Linked DNA regions of Mus musculus: region 2 is linked to region 1. Evidence: chromatin contacts called from public HiChIP or PLAC-seq data. All regions are on one chromosome and are shown on one strand. The core of a region is the stretch at or near the end of the contact, and the rest is flanking DNA. Distances in the headings are between cores, read along the strand shown. Region 1 holds the start of Serpinb9d (serine (or cysteine) peptidase inhibitor, clade B, member 9d). Region 2 overlaps Gm6093 (predicted gene 6093).

The links. HiChIP or PLAC-seq counts read pairs in DNA pulled down with a chosen protein or histone mark.
Region 2: an H3K4me3 HiChIP or PLAC-seq map of the 230-238 cell line shows a contact between it and region 1, with 11 read pairs. The contact joins the enhancer-like site here to the promoter of Serpinb9d in region 1. A contact is called at or near these places in 2 of 15 datasets of contacts at CTCF or cohesin (large pre-B cells and pro-B cells), 1 of 484 Hi-C or Micro-C datasets (nephron progenitors), 2 of 115 datasets of contacts at active chromatin or transcription factors (the 230-238 cell line and large pre-B cells) and 1 of 9 other capture datasets (liver).

What each region holds. Positions count from the first base shown.
Region 1 is chr13:33,187,933-33,195,578 of GRCm38.p6, reverse strand. It overlaps Serpinb9d (serine (or cysteine) peptidase inhibitor, clade B, member 9d), which reads right to left and starts at 2,624. Exons shown (of 7, transcript NM_011460.3): 1 at 2,560-2,624; 2 at 839-1,016. The coding sequence starts at 1,006.
Region 2 is chr13:33,556,660-33,564,305 of GRCm38.p6, reverse strand. It overlaps Gm6093 (predicted gene 6093), which reads left to right. Exons shown (of 3, transcript NR_131141.1): 3 at 1-1,820. Among named protein-coding and RNA genes, the nearest start is that of Gm6093, 8.8 kb to the left of the region's middle. Within about 2 kb of position 4,290, at least 35 of the 459 cell types and tissues checked have an H3K27ac peak or open chromatin away from gene starts, as enhancers often do. A contact at or near this core is called in the 230-238 cell line, where this site is marked.

The DNA.
Region 1 (7,646 bases), core at 1,375-3,874:
TCAAACATTTTAGGGAAGAACTCTGCCACTCAGCTATGATCACAACCTCCTTTCTCCATCTTTAAAACAAAATAAAACAATAAAACACCAAAAGATCTTTCTATTTAAACCTAAGTTGCGCAGACTAGCCTTGGACTTGGCACCTTTCTAACTCAAATTCCTTAATAGTTGGGTTTAAATGCCTCTGCTACCAGACCCAGCATAAACTATTGAGGCAAATTTTTCTAAATGAATTCTGGATGAAATATTTAGAGTTTCCTTCAAGTTATTACTTGAGAAAACTCATTGCTTTTAAAAGAATGTTACTGGAGGAGATTCAGTCTTTCTTCCTCTTTATCCCAGGCTACCTCAAATAGTTTGTGGATATTCCTATGCCAGAGTTCAGGATTAGCTACACAAACAACTCAGACAAAAATCTCAATTGGATTTTGGTTTATTGAACACACATTCCAAGACCTATTAACTATGGATGCAGGGGACAAAGCCAAGCTGCAATCCTAGACAGTTATCAGGACCAGTTTTTGCATTCGAAAAAACAACAAAATTTGCATAGGCTATCTAGATAAACAGTGTTGTCTTACTTTTAATCTGATTGGGTGGGTCTAGAGACAAGTAGCCTAGGGATTTTCCACCTTCTCAGAGGCTTTTGAACAAAGAACAGCATGAAATTTTAATCAGAGCAAGGAAGAGCTCAAGTTAAATTCAAAAGCTTCAAAATGAAGGATGAGTCAATATAGCACAACCAGTGTCAATTTTAACATTAAAAATTTAACTCCTACTGATCCTTCTCAGCAGCTCTTGTGCATGTGACATGGGTATGGTTTCACAGGTTACTTACCTGACATATCTGGGTTACAGTGTTTCCCTTTGCACCCAAGAGAACCATAGCTAGGGCAGAGGAGATGCTCATAGGAGAAAAACACACATTTTCTGAAGGGTTGTCTTGACAGAGCACCTTCAAAAGATGGATGGCAAAGGTGCCATTGGCTTGAGACAGAGTATTCATGATGCAGTGTCTGGAGGTAAAGAAAAAAAGGAACTGAACACAGAACTGAAATTTCATTGTTCTGATGAAGGGAAATATGGGACTCTACTCCTGGTTTTCATTTCAAAGGTCATAACTGCTTTAAGGAGGATTTGCAAAATTCATTCTATGTTATAGTCCTTTGAATGTTAAGGTTATTAGGTAAGTTGATCATAGCAGGAACACAAAATAGCTTCTGTGTCATCTGCATAGATAGACGGAAAGATCATCAGGAATGCATACACAGAAGCTGCAAGGCAGGCTCTAGTTTCAGTCCATAAAGACTAGTTAATCTCTTCTGAAAAAGTTTGCTTTGAGGATAAAGAGAAAAGGAAAAAAATGAGAAATTAAGAGAATGGAACAGTCATGAGGATCTAGCCCCTCTAGCCTGGCTTCCACAATTCTGTATCTTGGAGTAGGTCTGTGAAGAATCCTTCTGAGATATCCATGCATGCACTAGATAGTGTCCTCCACAGCTGTCAGCTTCTACAGAATGTTGAGTGAGACCCAAAGTCAAGCTGGTCTTATCTACTCTGTTGTACAGCAGGGCACAGTCCCCTACAATGGCTGCTCAGGGACCTTGCATCAGCCAAATTCACCCAGGATGCTTTTCTCTGAAGATCCCTCACCTCCCAGAGGAAAGGACAGTTGGTCTCAGACTAAGTGACTGCTCCTGACACCTTAACCCAATTCTGAGTCATGTGCATTCCATGGCTGTGCTGTCACTGTCACATGAAGATTGAACTCTGGAAGTGTGTTCCACTGTTTTTTCTACTTTGCTAAAATACAGATCAAAAGCCCAGGGAGCCTCAGAAAACCCCAAGACATACTTCTTTCCATTCTTCAGACAGAAGGATAAAAGATCCTCAGAGTATAGCTAGATCCTTGGAGTTTTCTCATGAGTGTCTCCCAAGGTTTTGGGAAGAATATTCTGGCTGCTTTATTTCAGTGACTTACCCTGTGGTTGGGCATCTTATGTGATATCACCTTACCACACTGTTTGTTGTCTCCGCCATCCTCAAGAGTTCTGCCATGGAATGGAAGATGTCTGGCATACCACTTAAAATCAGGATAAGAATGGGGATTGGTGGCTCAGACATCATTGGGTGAGTAATTTTAAAATGAGGTTGAAGAGGTGGAGCAGAGCTTAAATGGGCTAGAGTTTGCTCAAGTTTAAAGAACACAAAAGCAAGAGATTTTTCAGATGCTTGAGTAGAGGGTAGAGGTAGTTAAATGGGCTCGGCGGTAGGAATAAGAGACTAAAAAGGTCAGATGACATTGGGAGAAGACCACTGAAATATTTCAGTACCTAATCTTGACATGCATCTGGACTCCAACCCTTAGACAAGCCTCATTGTCAGTCTGTACTGGAGTGTGTAGAACAAACACTTCTGTGAATAACCACCAGATCAATCTCCAAGTTGTCTCTTTTCCTAATGTTCACATCCACAGTTCCATCTCCTGTACTCAGGCTAAACCTTCGAAATCAGTCCTTTAAGGGTCCTATTGTCCTGGGTTTAGCAAGGTTACCTTACCTCCAATATTTGTGGTCTCACGGTGCAGTGTTCAACGGTCTCTGACCCTGGAGTGCTCTGTGGCTGCTTACCCTGCTCAGTTCCTCCCTTTATTCACTGCATGGTGGGAAACGTCATGCTCACGGCTGCAGGCTAGTGGTAGAGGGGGGTGGCCTGGCCTCATGAAGCTATGGCCTCTGCAGGGTAGGGATGACTGGGGGTTGGGGAATAAATACTTCAGCCCTGGAGGAGGTAAGACTAATAGGATCCTTGGTTCTCTGTCGAACAAGGAATCAAGGTAGAAGGTCAACATGATGTCAGAACACCTGTGGGTCCATCTATGTAAGGCATTAAGTTGTGACAGTGTTTGCTCCAGGTGTCCTGTCATGTGAACACTAACCCAAACCCATGGGCAGAATCCTGCTGTTAATTTCCAAAAGAATTTTCCAATTGCTGGGTATAGACTGCTATATTAGAGGACTCTTCCTTGCAAAAGGCCAGAAAAAGACACTGAGGCACATTAATACAAGACATTGTACCCTCTATCCCTAGATAAGATATACTGTATTCACATATCTCAAAATGAAAATACCTCCTAGAATTCTGCATCATATGTGCCTCCCATTCTTTAATTGTTTTAAAATGAAAATAATTAAGTTCATGTGTCGGAGTGTTTTGTCTGCCTTGTGTGTCTGTGTATTATGTGCATTCCTGTTACACTCAGAAGCCACAATCCAACATGAGATTTCTGGCCCAGTAGTGTTAGATCTTGGGTCTTTCTTTCCACTTCCACATGCTGGTGATAGCTTAGGAACTCTGTCCCAGGATAGAGGCACATTTATATCAGTAAACCTTGTTCTCAACATACCAATTTGTCCTTCACAGAATAAATTCCTTGGTTTTGACTATACTTACAAAGGAATATGACAGTCATTATCATGAAATTCTTGATGTATATGTTTACTGCCCATTATCAATATCCATCCTTTACATCCACCCTCCTTGCCTATCAACCACAGATCCATTTTCTCTTTGTTTTTCCAAGTCATGAGCAATGCTTGAATGGAATACTTTGTCATATATTTGGTGTTCTGTTACTAATATAATGTTTCCAAGGCTCATGCTTATTATTTCCTCATGTCAGAGACATGGGCATGGGCCACATTCATGCTATCCTGTGCCACCTTCAGTGGATTTAATTCTCAGATAATTTAAGTCTTGTTAATTCACAATTGTTAAAATTGCCATGAAAGGAATTCCAGGAGGAGCCTGTATGAAGTAGAATTGGATTTATGAAGAACCAAACACATATATATTTAAACACAACAATCCATGAGGGGACACCCAGCAGGAAATATGAGGATGAGGCAAACCTAAGTGTAGTGGGGTCTCAAGGGAGAGCATGGCCTCAGTGTCTCAACAGCAGCTTCACTTGTGGTTTTCTTGACTCTCAATAATGACATCTTACAGAGTTGCTCCAATAATCCTCATTATTCATTATATTATTCATTATATTTAACAGAGATCCATTATTATTACTTAGTTACTTAAAGACAAGCATTTAAAAATTACAATGGATGAAGTTGTATGAATCTAAGACAAAAAAGCAGTACTTCAACAATGAAAAATGTCTTGTTGGGCAACAGGAACATTATGAAATTCTTTACAAACACAGGGAAGTTCTCCCTGTCTATAGGATCACTCTTTTCATTCTATCTGAAAATATCAAGGTTTCAGTTTGTTGGTCCTGACAGGTTACTCAATTTCAGGCTATATGTGGTGCATTCATGCATAAAGAAAAGCTTTCCACTCCACATGCAATCTTTGGAAGTCATGGGTGGCAAGCTTTCCCCCCATCTTTTCCTTCCTGAAGCTTTGCTGGTATACACTTTGGGCTTCTCCGGGGTGCTCATCTTCTGCTGCTTGACTGCAGGTTCACAGAATGCACTACTTACAACACTTATCCTCCAACTCCCAACCCAGCAGTGATTAAGAGAAATAAAAATTTGCTTGTAACTTTCTTGCTTCTCTTGTTTGAAGAAAGGTTTGGTTTCCTTACACACAGCATCTGCTTTCACAGTCACCCTCCATTATCCACTAAGAGAAGGGGATTTCAACTTCCTGTCCCTTTATGTTTCTGTGTTTTCTCTGCTTTGCCTACCAACCTATCTGATCATCTCCTATCTTAACATGTGTTTTGGGGGTCAATTTTTACTTTGGTCCCACATCACTATAGAAGCTGGGACATAGTTATTTCCTCTTTGTCCTTGTGTCCTCTGACATCGTATTGCCTTTCTGCACTACTTCTTTTCCCTCACCCCTCCCCCATCCAAAGTCTTCCTTGTCATCCTTTACTTCTACTGGGCAGAGTCCAGGTTTTACTCTTCTGAGCTAGTGCCAGGAGCCATGGCCTCAGCCATGGCCTTGTGGATATTTTCTAGCTTACATAAACAATCCTGAGAGAACATTCATGGTCATAACAGTAAGAATGTTTGTTGGTAAAGAGGACACTATGATCATATATTATATTGCCACTCCTGAATAATGTTTTTAGGAGCTTGATCAGGAAATTGACTTGATCTCAATCTTTATGTTTCTTGTCCCTCCCAGTCTCTTACTCCCTTGCCTGTGTCCCCGCTGATTATCCCTGAAGGTCGCGGCAAGTTTGAATGATCTAGATTTTTTGGTGGGAGTTGCCTTTGGTTCCTGGATGAAGTCTGTTCTAACATGAGCTTTCTCTTTAAAAGAGTACTCATTCTTAGGGGCACAGATCTTAGGAGCAATACTATTCCCTGTCTATTCTATCTTCCTCCAGTCTTTGTGATCATCAACCTCACTGTATTTTTTGCTTGATGGTACATGGTCCTCATCCTTCTGTACATAATGTACTTTTTTATATTCAAATACTTCCATATTTTTGCTGCTTTGGCCTTGCAACCCATTTGGTTACAGCAGCTGCCCCTTCCCACCTGTCCACCCACCAATTTACCAAAACTCACTTCCTGTTTTTTCATGTGTAAGATTATGGGGGTGACTTTGAAGAGACTATAATCTGACATCTCTAACTTATGGGTTACAAGGCAGTTAAGACAATCTATATTAAAAGATAGTATATTTACAATTAATATTTACTATGAATGTTAATGTATAAACGTATGTATATGTAAACATCTATATATTGGACTTGAATTGGATATCTCTCAATGAATTTCTTGGTCATAAGGAAACTCTACTTAAAATTGTTTTGAAGATCTACCTAGAAGGTTTGTAGGTTTCTGTGCAATAATATGTCCCTATCAATAAGGTATGAGTTTCAGTTTCTCCCTGTGTGTGGTTACCTTTTCTGATTTTAGACAATGGATGTGATGTGAGACTTCATTATGGTTTTGAGTTTTATTTCCCTAATGTCTAGTGATATTATTCAAATGCTCATGTGTTCATTAAATATTTTCTGGCTCTTTAAATATTTTCTAGAAGAATGTCTACTCAAATCCCTTTCATATTTTTATTTGGGGGGTCATAATGATTATCATCATATTTCTAAACAATTGCATGACCTAAAATGTTTAATTGTTTCTGCTCTGGTTACCATTTTTCTTTATGGTAAATTCTAAATTCTCCCAAGACTGATAATTCTCATATTGTATGCACATGTCAGGTGACTCTGCCATCTCTATGAGACATGATTAGGGGAAAAATACTCCTTGCCATGGTCATATCCCTGATTTGCTCCTTCCTAGAATCTGTCTGGCCTCTGTTAGAAAACACCCTTTCTACGGGATGTATCTCCCCTTCCTGGGCTAATGTCATCCCCGTAGGGTCCTGGGAACCTCTTGCTTCCCAAGCATCTGGGACTTTCTAGTGGCTAGCCCCCAGTTCCCCATCTCTCAGTGCTACAGACCTCTGTTCAATTTCCTGAAACTCTGTACTCTCAATTTCCCCTGTCTCCTGTAACACCTGACCCTGCCCCATTTTCCCTACTCCTCCTCTCTTCCCTCCATCTATATCCCATAATTATTTTTCCCCTTCTGAGTAGGACTGAAGTATCCACACTTTTGTCTTCCTTCTTCTTGAGCTTCATATGGTCAATGAGTTGTATCATGGGTATACCATGCTTTTTGATTAATATCCACTTAACAGTGAGTACATACCATGTGTGTTCTTTTGTGACTGGGTTATCTCTCTCAGAATGATATTTTATAGTTCTACCCATTTGCCTAGGAATTTCATGGAGTTATTGTTTTGAATAGCCAATTAGTATTCCATTGTGTAAATGTACCACATTTTCTGTATCCATACCTCTGTTGAAGGAGATCTGGTTTTTTCCTAGATTCTGGCTATTATAATTAAAGCTGCTTTGAGCATAGTGGAGCATGTGTCCTTGCTATATGTTGGAACATCTTTTGAGAATATGCTCAGGAATGGTATAACTGTGTCCCTAGTTAGAACTATTTCTAAGTTGCTGAGGAACCCTCCAGTCTCATTTTCAGAGTGGTTTTACCAGCTTGCAATCCATGGGCATGGCCGCTAGTTGAGGGATTTGGCCACACATCCATTTCAAAAATTTTAACCCACAATTGTTCCTGTCTAAAGGAAATTTATGGACCAACAGTGGAGCAGAGACTAAAAGAAAGGCCACACAGAGACTGTCCCACCTAAGGATCCATTCCATCTGCAGTCACCAAACCCAGACACTATTGCTGATACCATAATTGCTTGCTGACAGGAGCCTGATATAGCTGCCCCCTGAGAGTCTCTGAAAGAGACTGACCAATAGACATATAGATGCTTGAAGCCAAACATCTAACTGAACATGGAGACCCTAATAGAAGAGTTAGGGGAAGGATTAAAGGGTCTGATTGGTATTGCAATTCAATGTGATAAACAATATCAACCTTCAAGACTCAACAGATCTCCGAGGGACTGAACATCATGTGCCTGGGTACCTGTTAGCAGCTACCTGCCTAGTGTCCTTCACCCAATGTTAATGAATATGTATTATTTGTCTATGACACTCCATGATTTTCTGTTAACTTCATGTCATGGAATCAGAATGTAGACTGCACAGTGGCAGGAAGCTGGCTCATGCTGGGAAGTGCCTCAATTAA
Region 2 (7,646 bases), core at 3,041-5,540, 370 kb before region 1:
ATCTGACTGAGGACTCCCAAGACAAGTGCTAAACCACAGAAGACAGACTTGGGACCTTCCAGCTAGAGATGGACTCATTTGCCAAAGCCAAATGGCTGCTGAACTTTGGGGAAAGTTACATGATAGTGAGGAAAACATAATGTCTATCTAGATTAATTAATTGATGTTCAAAATGGATGCTATCGCCCTCAATTTGTACTACCCATGGAACAAATAATTGGTTGTACAATCTCTTGCCTTCTCAACCCTCAACTCTCAACTCTTAACCCTTAACCCTTTTTACTACTCTGGCTTTGTTCTTACTTCTCCAGGCTATACATTTTTTTCTGATACTTCCATCCACTCTAAATTTTCACCACTGACACAGTCACATCAGTGACACCCACCCCTTTTTTTCTTATAAAAACAGAGGGGGAGTTGTGGGGAATTGGGGTATGCACAGACAGGCTGGTCTCCAGTCGAGCTGAGGTCAGAACCCCGAAGGGTAATAATTCACCTACATGACACGGTAGGCGTTCCCTCATGCTCCTGGAACTCTGGCTCCTGCCTAAGTTGGTGTGGCCCACAGCCCCCACAAGAGAAGCATGGCTAGAAGTCACATAGGCAACGTTCCAAGCTTCTGACCTTCAGGCTAAACTCCTCTCCAGTTACCTAGCAACAGTAAAGACCATAAAAGGGCTGTTCAGCACCACCTCACTCTCTTACTTCTCACTTTCTTACTTCTTACCCCTCACAATCACCCCCTTTCTCCTCTCTCTTTTGCTACACCCACTCCAAAGAACTCTGCTTGACAAGCAAAAAGGCCTGAAGGCAGTCATGAGGCAAACAGTTTCAAGGAAACTATGCCTCCTAGAACCTTGGCATTCCAATAGCCTGTATACACAAACCCTGTCCCCTTGTTAGTCTGGTGTATGGATACACATGCTCTCTTTCAGTATTGTTTTATTATAAGTGCCTTTAAGGATTGATTCTTGACATATAGCTAAGCCTCCACTAGTGTTCCAATGGTTCCTAGAAAATCCTTGAAGTCAAAGGTGAGCTTGAGGAGCAGTAAGAATGTTACCTATTCAGTAACATTCGAATTCACTTCTAGTAGAAACCCTGAAAATAATCAAGCATTACAAAGAACAGATCTAGAAAAGCTCAGGGCTAATCTGCATAGTGATTACTTAGGACAATAGCTGAGTTGCACCCAAACACAGGAATACACAATGTCCTAGCAAATAGGTGGTTTGTCCATGAAAGATTTAGTGGAAGGGCATTCCCCTGGTACAGGTTTCTTCACTAGGCCCAGTGGAATAGCATAATCAGGAATTTACTAAAGAACCCCTGATGGTGGGTTTAACAATAGACTAGCATTGCATCAGAGCATTCACCTGGCACCATTTTAAGTGGTAAATGTGGCCTGGTTCCCTCCATCTTTTGATGTATGCATTCCTTTTGTTTTGTGTCACTGTAACTTGGCAGATGTGTTCTCCTGGTTGTTTGTTTGTTTGTTTGTTTGTTTGTTTGTTTTTCTTCTGTATAAAAAAGCCTGGTGTTCGTTTGGACATTACATTCAGACCCAACACATTCTCTCCTGTCTGCCTCTGTCTGTACCCCATTCTCACCGACTCTATGCCCATCTGTCCAAGACACTGATTCCCATGGATTGAGGGGGGCTGACTGAGCCCGGTCCATGACACTCTTTGTCTTCTCTCCTCTCTCCTCTCTCTTTGTCCTCTCCTCCCTCCCTCTTACTCTCTTTCTCTCTAACCTTCCCCCTCTCTCTTCTACCTTCTCTCTTTCTCCCTGCCTTTCTATAATAAAGCTCTAAAACCATAGAATGTCTCTGCTCATCAAGACCCACTGAGCTTGGAGGATGAGATAGGCTTTCTCCTAATGAGCCGTTTCTAATCTCTTGATGGAAGGCCTTCCTGTGCTCCAGTCAAGATCCGCTGCACTCACTCTTGCTGGTGTTGGGAACCTTACTTCCCTCATTCCTCTTTCCCATAACCCCAGTGGCTTTAGCTAGGGCTCCCAGTAGGGCTGCCCTTTTGCCACCCCGAAGAGTGGGTCAGAGGCTTAAATGCTCACCCGGGGATGAGTGGTAAGTGTATAGCAGCCCTTCCATGCCTGACTGATGAGAGAATAGGTAAAACTCTGACGGGGTCCTTCCCCCTCTTCCCCAGGGCCCCCTATTTTAGTTCCCAGCACATACTTATCAAAATAAATTAGACCTTGTGGCTACAGATGGCCTGCTTGTCTGTGCATAGTAGCTGTTGTGATGTTACTGGTCAAGAACACAGATAAATTGACTCTAGGACAGAATTTGGTAATTCTGTGAGAATTCTAGAGAGCATGGTTCACTAGCCCCCTGACTGATGACTGACTAACGCTCACATGACTCATTACCAGACTCTATTGCTTAACTCTGAAAGAGTCACTTCTCCCTGACCCTCGCATGTCTAAATTCAGTTACCATGCTCACAGAACGAGACATAGAGTCTCCTGTACATGACTGTCAGCAAATTCTTGCTGAGGCACATAGGTGACATGAAGATCTACAGACAAGCCACTAGAGGGCACAGATGTTACCTGGTTAACAGATGTGAACAGCTATCTAGAAAAAGAAATGAGACATGCTGGAGCAGTTGTGGTAGACAGACACCAAGTTATCTGGACAAAGGTCCTGCTAGAGGACACATTAGCCCAAAAGGCAAAACTGATCGTCCACACTAAGGTCCTGGAAATAAGAAAAGAAAAAAGACTCAATGTCTACATGGATAGCAAGTATGCTTTGGCCACAGCCCATGTCCATAGGGCCATATATCAACAGAGGGGTCTACTGAGAACTGGAGGAAAAGAAATTAAGAACAATGAGAAAATACCAGCTCTCCTGAGGGACCTCCATGACCCTGCCAAGGTAAACATCATCCACTGTCCTAGTCACCATTAGACAGATACCATGAAAGCAAGGGACGACAACATGGCAGACCAAGAATTGTTGCAGCCATGACCCTGCTGGTGCTCCTGGCAACAGAGCCCAAGTTTGCCTATACAGCAGAGGATTTAACCCTCATTTCCAAAGATTATAGTTACCAGTTCAACAAAAATAAGAGACTGTGGTATACCTCCAGGGGAAAGAAAATTCTGCCATAAAGACAAGCAGAGTCTATGCTCAAAAAGATGCACTTAGGGATAAGCAAGCTCATCCAGACATTCTCCAAGACTAAGTACCATGTATGAGGTTTAAAACACCTTGTGGAGCAGGTGTTGCACAAGTGTGTGCCCTGCTAAAATGTCAATGTCTGCCACATTACAGTGGATCCAGGGAAAAGGTACCGGGGAGACAAACCTGGCATCTATGGCAAGTAGACTTTACCAACGAAAATATGGGTATAAATACCTTCTTGCCTTTGTGAATATGATCTCGAGATGCATAGAAGCTTTTCACTGTAAAAATGAGACTGCTCAGATAGTCGTCAAGAAAATTATTGAAAAAAATTTCCAAGTTTCAGAATGCCAAAAGCAATAGGGTCAGATAATGGCCTTGCCTTTGTTGCCCAAGTAAGTCAGGGGGTGGTCAAGTATTACAGGTCAAATGGGAATTACATTGTATGTACAGACCTCAGAATTCAGGTCAGGTAGAAAGGATGAATAGAACCCTAAAAGAGACCTTGACAAATTAACCATGGAGACTGGCACAGACTGGGTGGTGTTCCTCCCCCCTGCCCTATTTAGAACCAGAAATATTTCCTCTCAATTCAGTCTTACTCCTTTTGAGATCCTTTATGAAGCTCCCACACCCCTCACTGTCTTGATTGAACCCACATGTTGTTATAATAATGATCTGTATGCTAAGTTAAAAGGCTTACATGTAGTAAAGAAGAAAGTCTGGTCACAACTGGCTACAGCGAATGAGCCTGGTACCTCAAAAACATCTCACCAGTTCCAGCTCAGGGATCCAATCTATGTGCACCTGCATCATGCCCAGACCCTTGAGCATTGCTGGAAGGATCCCTGCCTAGTGCAGTTTACTACCCCATCTTATCCTGTTTCTGTTCTTAATCTTTGGCCCATGCATCCTTAATTTATTAAATACAATACAAGTTTTGATGCTTAGACAGCAATATCAGCAGCTCCAACAAAGTGAACAAAGTGATACATCATTTCAGGATTAAAATGTAATAGAGGAAAATGGGGGAATGTAGAATCCAAAATAAATTCAAGACCACCTAGCTCCTTCCCCTTCTGAAGGGACTTTCAGAAATGTAGAGGTCAAAGTGACTAAGTCTGCAGCTGCCATAACAAAATAGCAGTTCCCAGAAAAATTCCCCTACTCTGCCCCTTACTGAGTTCTGAGAAAAACCACAAACCACCCTGATCTTGCTAGAAATCCCTCTGATGTTAATAGCTGTGATGTTAATAGCTGACCCATAAGTTCAAAATGTGCTGCTGCTTTGCTGATAACCCACCATAAGGGCAGCCAGAATGAGTCACTAGGCCAAAGGTAGTCACTATGCAAACCAACCAATGCCTGAAAGGGTTACTTGCTATACCAATGAGAATAATCCAGCTAGCCCTGTTGCCTAATTCTGCCCCTTACAAGGTATAAAAAGTGTATTTTTTCTTTGTTCAGGGTTTCTCCACTTGCCTGCATGCTAAGGGGGTTCCCCAAAGCATTGGATCAATAAAAATCTTCTTGCGGATTGAAGCAATGGCGTTCTCTGTGGTCTTTGTGAGTGAAAGTATTTTGATGGACTCCAACAGTGTGTTCCTTTTGGTTCTTGTGACTGACTTGTTTTGATCAAAGGTTTGTGAGTTCAATACATTATGCTTATTTTTGCTTTCAAAATGTTTACTATTGTATTTTATCATGTCTTTTTCCTGCCATGTCTACAATGCCTTAATAAAATAAATAATACTTTAAAAGTTGCCACTTAGCATTCCATGTTATCTTATGTGATAAATATGTTAATTCACTTGGAAAAATTATCAATTGAAAGATATGCATAAAAGATCCTGAATAAAATTTTGTATACTATATAAAGACATAAAGCAATATAACAAAATTGAACCATAAAATCTGTAGTTACTTTGTAAGATTAATAGTTTTTGAATGGTGTTTAGTTACTTGTGATATTATGTACAAGTAAGTTCAAGTGCCTACAGAGAGCTCCCCCTATTGGTAGTTGTTAGCTGCCTGATGTTGGTGCTGGGAACCAAATTTATGTCCTCTACAGGAACACTATGTGATTTTAACCACTGAACTCTTGTCTCTGGGCACGGGCCATGCCAGACGCATATTGACTATCACTGTAGATGTTAGCAATCTTTCCTTTGCCAATATTTGGAATAGGGTCAAAGCAATTAGTTCAACTTTTTGAGCCAAGGTCCCACGTGACAGGGCTGAGATCTATGTTATAGTGTAAAAAGCTACCACAACTGTGCCTGCATACCTGATTTTGCCTGTCTCAGTTATGGTTTCCTTTGCTGTGAAGGGACAGGAGGACCAAATAAGCTCTTATAAAATTTAACATTTTGGGAGCTCACATACAGGTTCAGAAGTTCAGTCCATTGTCATCATGGCTGGAACGTTGTGGAATCTAGGTAGATGTTGGCCTGGAGGAGCTGAAAGTTCTCCATGTAGATCCAAAGGTAGACAAGAGAAAACTGGCTTCCAGGCAGCTAAGAAGAAGGTCTGTCAAAGCCCATCCTCATGGAGACATAATTCCTACAACAAGGCCACTCCTCCAAATAGTGCTACTTCCTGGACTTGTAGGGGAGGAGCTGATACTAAAATCTGATTCCTTAATTGGTGAATGATTATATCAATAAAAATGGCAGAAGCCAATTGCTGGGTGAAGGGAAAGGTGGGATGTCCAGGCCCCAGGAGGAGGAGAAGGGACACAGGGAAAGAGGCTAGGCTTTGGAAGGAGGGACATGAACATATAGAGTCTCAGGCCACTCAGGCAGGCTCTGATGAGGGTCGGGGCTGTAGAGGTTTTCAGGAGCCAGCTATTTGCTGATATGTTTAGTGTTGGAGATTTTTTTTTCCCATCAATGTGCTATCTGGCTAGTTTTAAAACATAAAACTGTTTAATGTCCATCCATGGAGTTAACTTAGGGAAGAGAAGAAAGAGATCAGCTGTGGAGATAGTTTGTAGCTTGGTGATCCTAGCTGAGAGGGGCAAGTAGAGTGTGGACAACAGCTCCCAGATTTTCCTGATTGGGGAACGGTTGTGATCAAGATGGAGCAAGGAGAACAGGGCATGGTCAAAGCATTGGCCTCAAAAAATAGGCAAGGTGATAGCATGTTTTTTAAATTACAAACTGCATAGACCAAGCATATTCAAACCACCAGACCATCCTTCATCAAGCCACTCCCATCCATAGAAATAGATCATATCTGTTTCTGGCTCAAAAATAGCTTTTGAATTTGACCTCAGGTTCTGGACATGGTTCAGCACTGGAGAAGAGAATTTCATGACATCTAAGTATGGATTTGGGAGTAGTGTAGATTTAAGGCAGAAGGGGAGCTGTACCTAATGTGCAGTGGGTTTAGGAAGAGGGAATGATAATGCACCATTCAGGCTTTAGATATCCAGCAGTCTTTTGCCAGGAACTGTCAAAGAGAAGCTGAAAACTAGCAAGTGATTTTCCTGAGGTCATTCTACTGTTGATGATAAATCTGACAGATTCACCTTTTTAGGGAAGGTCGAGGAGATTACATCTGAGAAAAGATTCCTACTATTAATATGCTTTTCCTCTTATTAATAAGTATATATAAAATCACTAGATATTCGCCCACCCTTTTGAGAAGATCTCTACAGAACAACAGAAATCCTGTACTGTTGCTATATAGATAGATGATTTCTTAATCAGTAATGATGGTTCTATAAGAATTCCTAAAGATCTTTTATAATAGGACTGCTATTAAGTCCTTTTTGATGTAAAAATTTCAATGAGAACTCTGCCAGTGTTCAAGTGACAGGAGTTAATTGCTTTTGAGATATCAAGCAGGCATCTAGAACTTAGAGCACATTCTAAGGTTGTAAAACAAGTAACCAAAAATTATAAAAAGGGAACTAACAATTTATTATAGGCATAAAAACAGAAGATAAAGTATTATCTATGTTTATCTATACAAAACTTCAATAATGACTTAGTTATGGTCTTTAACTCTCCATGAACTTGTAGAGATAGTGACAGATAATGAATGTTTAGGTGGATAATTACTCTTTATGGATATGCATGTAAACATTTTCAGTTGTGTAAATTTTATTTAATTTACAATCTGAATGTATGTTTGAGCTTCTAGTGAATATTTGTAGAAAATAATGGGGGGGTTGCTATTATAAACCATGTGATCTATTCTCCTAGAAAAGCTAAAAAAGACTAAGAAAGATTACACTGCATGGCATTGAGAGTATAGGCAAAGCAATTATTGGTGATTTGAGAAGTTCTTTCTGAGTCTGAAAAAAAGTGTCCCATTTCAAGATACTAATCTGTGATATTCTCCTTTCCCCCTAGTGGCTTCACGGAGAGGATTGACAATTTCTGGGAATCCTGGCACCCAGAGTATACAGAACAATGCTAAGCCCAAAATTTAGAGATACGATCCTGAGTCTTGGTCCAAGGGGTGTGAGGATAGTTTCTTTTCT